Linked DNA regions of Mus musculus: region 2 is linked to region 1. The links are chromatin contacts, called in public Hi-C maps. All regions are on one chromosome and are shown on one strand. The core of a region is the stretch at or near the end of the contact, and the rest is flanking DNA. Distances in the headings are between cores, read along the strand shown.

Region 1 (2,713 bases), core at 182-2,681:
CAAGCTCCCTGGCTTTCCTGTATTTATTGTGAATGTGAGCTATGGGTGGGGAGGGGAGGACTGTGATGCATGCGTGTGTCTATGTGTGTGGGTGTCTGCTTGTCTGTCTGTCTATGTCTGTGTGTCTAGGCCAGATCTCAACATTTGGGTGTCCACCTTACTGTTTGAAGCAGGGTCTGTCACTGAGCCTAAAGTTTGCTAATAATAGTTGGCTAGCAGGCCAGCAAGTCCCCACAATCCTCCTGTCTCTGCCTTCCCAGCCCTGAGACTGCAAGGCACACTGGGTTCACACTGGTTCCCCATGCTTGTGTGGCAAGCACTTCACAGTGGCTTCATTTAAGACTTTCAGTGACAAGGGCTGGAGAGATGGCTCAGTGGTTAAGAGAACTGACTGTTCTTCCAAAGGTCCTGAGTTCAAATCCCAGCCAGCAACCACATGGTGGCTCACAACCACCATCATAAGATCTGACGCCCTCTTCTGGTGCATCTGAAGACAGCTACAGTGTGCTTATGTATAACAATAAATAAATCTTTACAAAAAAAAAAAAAAAAGACTTTCAGTGACAAGCAGCCAACTCAGAAAGCCTGTTTTCTTCCATCATGTGAGGGTTGTTCCGGCTGCCTTTCTGGGACCAGAACATCCTGACCAGGCACAAGGCACTTGTCAGAGTCACAGCTGATGGGTAGCGGACCTCCTGTCCCAACTCCATCAGTAATGTGGGAGAAGGCTGTGGAGTGGCCTGTAGAGCCCTGAACTTCACAAATCCAGTCACCATGTTCTGCAGCTGAACCCTGCACTCACCATCGTGTGAGGGCTGAGTCTACCAAATGGCACTCTGCCTTCTGTGAAGAGCTCAGCAGCCCATTTCTTTTTGCAGAATCCCTCTGTGATCACTCAGCATGAAAGCCAGTGCTCAGGGGTATCACGATAGTTCTTATCACTAAACATCAGAAACGTAGACTCTGGGACCTTTCTAGGAACCCCAGTAAGCCCTGGCAGGTACCTCAAAATATTCCTTGAACTTGGTGACTGGCACTTCCCAGTCTTTGCTTTTCTTACCTTCTGCAGGTTAACAGCTGGCCATGGAAGACTGTATTTCTCCATTTTAAACACCTCAGCCTCCCAAATTCCCCCCAAATTCCTCACCTCATTGCGCAAATGGCTCAGAGTATTATCAGGAAGCAGTTGGTTACTCTATCCACCAGCAGTGTCCGTGCCGTGGCAGACCCTCAGTACAGGGCAGTTGACTGTTGGAGCCTGAAGGTGCTGCAGACACTAAGGTGATTCAACTTAGTTGGTTAAAGTAGCTCACTCCCTTGGGTTCACTAAACTGCTCTGAGAATAAGATGCGCTCAGATGAGTCTGAGACTCTTCAGTCTGAAGTCCGCAATCGAAGCTATTCCGCAGACAGCCACACGAGGGCGCTGTAGCCCAGGGGAAATGAAGGTGATATTAAGTGCCATAGGGCGGAGGCCAGATGCAGCTCTCTGTGGCCCCTTTGGCCCTAACTGGGATGAGTTCACTGCATAGAACATGAACTTACATGCTCTCCTGTTTTGTGGCCTGGAGGAGGAAAACTTGCGACATCTAGGAGAGTGAACTATTGTAGCGTAGCCACAACCTAGACTCTAGTAATTCCAAACGCAGGCATAGAAACTGATTCATAGGGTAAGATTAGGGGAGTGTGTGCAGCCCAAGGAGCCCTTCAGAAAGGATGTCACTCCAGGACAAGATGGCTCACACAGCCCAGCTAACCACTCTGTCAAGTGCTTGTCAGATTTTCAAGTTTAATAAAGCCCCACCTTGCATAGATCAGTAGTTGGCAGAATGCTCGCCCAGTGTCCGGGAAGCCTTAGGTTGGCTCTCCATTCAGAACCTCACAGAGCTGGGTGTGGTATGGTGCGGACCTGTAAGCCAAGAACCTAGGAGGTGTAGACGGCATGATCGAAGTGCAAAGTCATCAAGTCCCACTCAGCTACATAGAGAGTCTGAGGCTAACCTGGGCTACAAGAGACCCTGCTTCAAAAAAGAAAAGGAAAGAAAAGAAAAGAGAAGAGAAGAGGAAAGGAAAGGAAAGGAAAGGAAAGGAAAGGAAAGGAAAGGAAAGGAAAGGAAAGAAAAGAAAGAAAAATGAAAGGAAAGGAAAGGGAAGGAAAGAAAAGAAAAGAAGAATATATGATGTGCGTGTATGTATGTGTATGTGTATATGTACATATATATACATATATGTGTGTGTATATGTATGTGTGTATGTATGTATGCATGCATATATATATATACACACACATATATATGTGTATGTGTGTGTATATCTCTGTGTGCATGCATATATGTATGTATGTGTGTATGTATATGTATATATATATGTGTGTATCTGTGTGTGTATGTGTATGTGTGTACATATGTGTATGTATGTGCATATGTTATGTATGTGTTGTGTGAGTGTATGTATATGTGTATGTACATGTGTGTGTATATGTGTATGTATATGTGTGTATGTGTGTACAAAAAAACCCTGCCTCAGCTGTTCAGCAGACAGATAGATACAATGACCTTACCATAGAGTGATAGAAAATATAGAAGGAACATCTTCACTATGAACCATGGGACAGCTCTCTGCTCCCAGTGTCCACCAAAAAGGGCTGCCAGAGCCCAAACCTCAGGTGCCACCAGATGCAGCACCCTCATTCTGGAAGCGTTTAGAGCCTTCCT
Region 2 (2,730 bases), core at 107-2,606, 220 kb after region 1:
GAGCCGGGACTGGCTGCTGAACTCAGGGTGTTTTAGGAGGCTGGAGGCTGCCCCTGCTCCAGCAGGGTCTTTGTGATCTTTTCTTTGCTGAGTGAATGTGCTCTTGGTCCTAGCTCTCTTGTCTCCCACAGGCTTACGTTGGTTCAGCAATCCTGTCTGAAGAGACTGCAGTGGCCGCGTCCCCGCCTCCCTACGCAGCCTATGCTACACCAACCCCTGAGGTAGGGAGGTTTGAGCAGAGCATACACATGAGGGAAGCCGGGGCTCTCTGCTGCTTTCCCATTTCTGTTGGTCTCTTTTCTTCTGTTTCTGGTTGTAGTTTTGATCTTAATCTTAAGTCAGTCTCAGGGAAATTAGAAATACACTCCAAGGCTTCCCTTTTTATCATAGTATTCCTCTTTGCTTAGATGAAACAGATCAGCTCTTGGAGCTGGTGATGTGGTCAGTTGATGGAGTGTTTGCCTAGCAAGCTGGAGGTTTTGGTCCCCAGCACTGTATAAACTGGGGGTAGCTACACAAACCTGGACTCCTGATCAGTGCTTGGGATGCAGGAGCAGGGCAATTAGGAGATGCAGATCTTTCATGGCTGCACAGGAGGCCAGCTTAATCTAGAGAGTCTATCTCAAATTAAGCAAAAAACCATATATATAATATATATATATATGTATGTATATATGTGTATATATATATATGTATGTATATATGTGTGTGTGTATATATATATATGTGTGTGTGTGTGTATGTATGTATGTATATATATATATATATATATATATATATATATATATATGGTATATGTGTGTATATGTGTGTGTGTGTGTGTATATGTAGTGCCTGCATCTGTAGCACACAGGTAGAGGTCAGAGGGCAACTTGAGAGTTGGTTCTCTCCTTCCATTCTGTGAGTCCTGCAGATTAAACTCAGGCCAGCAGACTTGGCGGTAAGCACCTTTATCCAACGAGCCATCTGGCCAGCCCTGGATCCGTTTATCTGTATTAACTGCAAAGCCTTGCAAGGTTTCTGACAAAGCTGCTGTAAGCCAATGCATCACGCTTAGAGAGAAGGCGTGTTTGCTGCTCTGAGCCTCGTGGACTTCTCTGTTTGTCACTCTGCTTTTATTCCTGGCTTTCTTTATTTTATTTTTGTTTTGTCAACATTTTACAGTTTTCAGCATAAAAATTTAGTACACGTTCGTTGGATTTATAATTATCCCATTATTTTCAAATGGTTGTATGTAACTGTCTGTTTTTAAAAGATACACTTTATTTTGTGTGTATGAGTGTTTTGCCTTCAGGTATCTGTGAGCACCTCATGCATGCAGTACACCCCGAGGCCAGAAGAGGGCACCAGATACCCTGCAACTTGAGTTAAGGGCAGTTGTGAGCCCTGTGAGCCATGTGGGTGCTGTAAAGGCTTGATCACTTTCTCTTAGCTTCCCAAAATCTGGAGTTACAAGTGTGCAGCGCCACACCCTGGCTAGTTCCAGAACTTGTATTCTTTGTATATTAATATATAGTATGTATTATACTGAGTTTTTCTTATATGTTTTTTTTTATTATTTTGGGTAGAGTTTTTAATTTTTTTCATTTAAGTATGTTCATTTCCTAATTATTAACTGAAAGATTTTTATAATAATTACTTTAAAATCCTTTCTAGAGGGCCAAGTGTGATGGCGTACCCCTTTAATCCCAGCAGTCAGGAGGCAGAATCAGGCAGCTCACCATGAGTTCGAGGCCAGCCTGGTCTATATTTCGAGTTCCAGGACAGCCAGGGCTATACAGAGCAACCCTGTCTTGAAAAAGTTCTTTCCCGAGCTGAGTGTGGTGGTGCGCACCTTTAGACTCAGTTCTCAGAAGGCAGAAGCATGTGGATTTTTATGAGTTTGAGGTCAGCCTTGCCTACATAGAAAGTTCTAAAGAACTAGTAGACTGTGGCAGGAAAAAAAATCTTTTCCGTAAGAGACGCTATCTCAAGGGAATAAGGTGTGGGAGTAGAGGGAGTGAGAGATTGGGCGAGCACACCCAGTGTCCTCTTTTGGCCTCTGCATGCATGCATGGGCGTGTATACCTTCTATACATGTACATTTGCCCCTGCACCATACATTGCACAACATATATACACCAGAGCCCAATACACAAGTCCTTTCTAGATAATTCTAGCATCTTTCACCCTAGGTGCTGGGTTGGAACCTAGCCTTTCTTGCATGCCTAGCAAGCTCCGCCCAATGAGCTGCACTCCAGCCCACATCTGACATCTCTACAGTCTCAGTGTGGGCCTTCTTCTGTGTCATTTTGTTTGCGATCTTGGCTGTTCGTGCTAAAAGTGATTATTGGTCAAAACCCTGACATTTTAAACATGGAGAGACTCGGATCTTGCCAGGTGGAGTCCAGATTCTCAGCCCACAGCGGGGGCCGGGCTCCAGCTCAGGAGTTTAGATTTTCTCTGAGTCTCCTTAGAGCACTTTGTTGGGAAGAGAGGACTGCCCATTACTGCTCGACTTCCACTGACAGGTGCATGGTGTCCGGCCAGCTGACCCACCCCCACAAGGCCTTTAGTGGTTCTTAGGGGTGGGGAGGGCAGATTGCCTCTGCTCGGCAGTGATGGACTCTGTGGCTCACTCCTCGGTCTGCTGCATGGTAGAGTGAGTGCCTTGTTATCTGGTCTACACCAGATCCTCCACGTGCATCCTTTTCTGGCTGTACTCTAGGGGGTCAGGGGAGGCTTGCTGTA

Evidence for each region. A called contact is a pair of places that touch in the nucleus more often than the background predicts.
Region 2: a contact with region 1 is called in a Hi-C map of stem cell-derived neural stem cells, with 2.2 times the contacts expected there. The contact joins two enhancer-like sites. A contact is called at or near these places in 1 of 15 datasets of contacts at CTCF or cohesin (embryonic stem cells), 51 of 484 Hi-C or Micro-C datasets (3T3-L1-derived adipocytes, B cells, the G1E-ER4 cell line and 25 more), 4 of 115 datasets of contacts at active chromatin or transcription factors (astrocytes, embryonic stem cells, fibro-adipogenic progenitors and 1 more) and 1 of 9 other capture datasets (embryonic stem cells).

The regions. Positions count from the first base shown.
Region 1 is chr1:34,641,225-34,643,937 of GRCm38.p6, forward strand. No RefSeq gene overlaps it. Among named protein-coding and RNA genes, the nearest start is that of Gm38647, 24 kb to the right of the region's middle. Within about 2 kb of position 1,432, at least 10 of the 459 cell types and tissues checked have an H3K27ac peak or open chromatin away from gene starts, as enhancers often do. A contact at or near this core is called in stem cell-derived neural stem cells, where this site is marked.
Region 2 is chr1:34,866,010-34,868,739 of GRCm38.p6, forward strand. Plekhb2 (pleckstrin homology domain containing, family B (evectins) member 2) reads left to right here. Exons shown (of 8, transcript NM_145516.2): 6 at 132-221. Among named protein-coding and RNA genes, the nearest start is that of Plekhb2, 17 kb to the left of the region's middle. Within about 2 kb of position 1,357, at least 20 of the 459 cell types and tissues checked have an H3K27ac peak or open chromatin away from gene starts, as enhancers often do. A contact at or near this core is called in stem cell-derived neural stem cells, where this site is marked.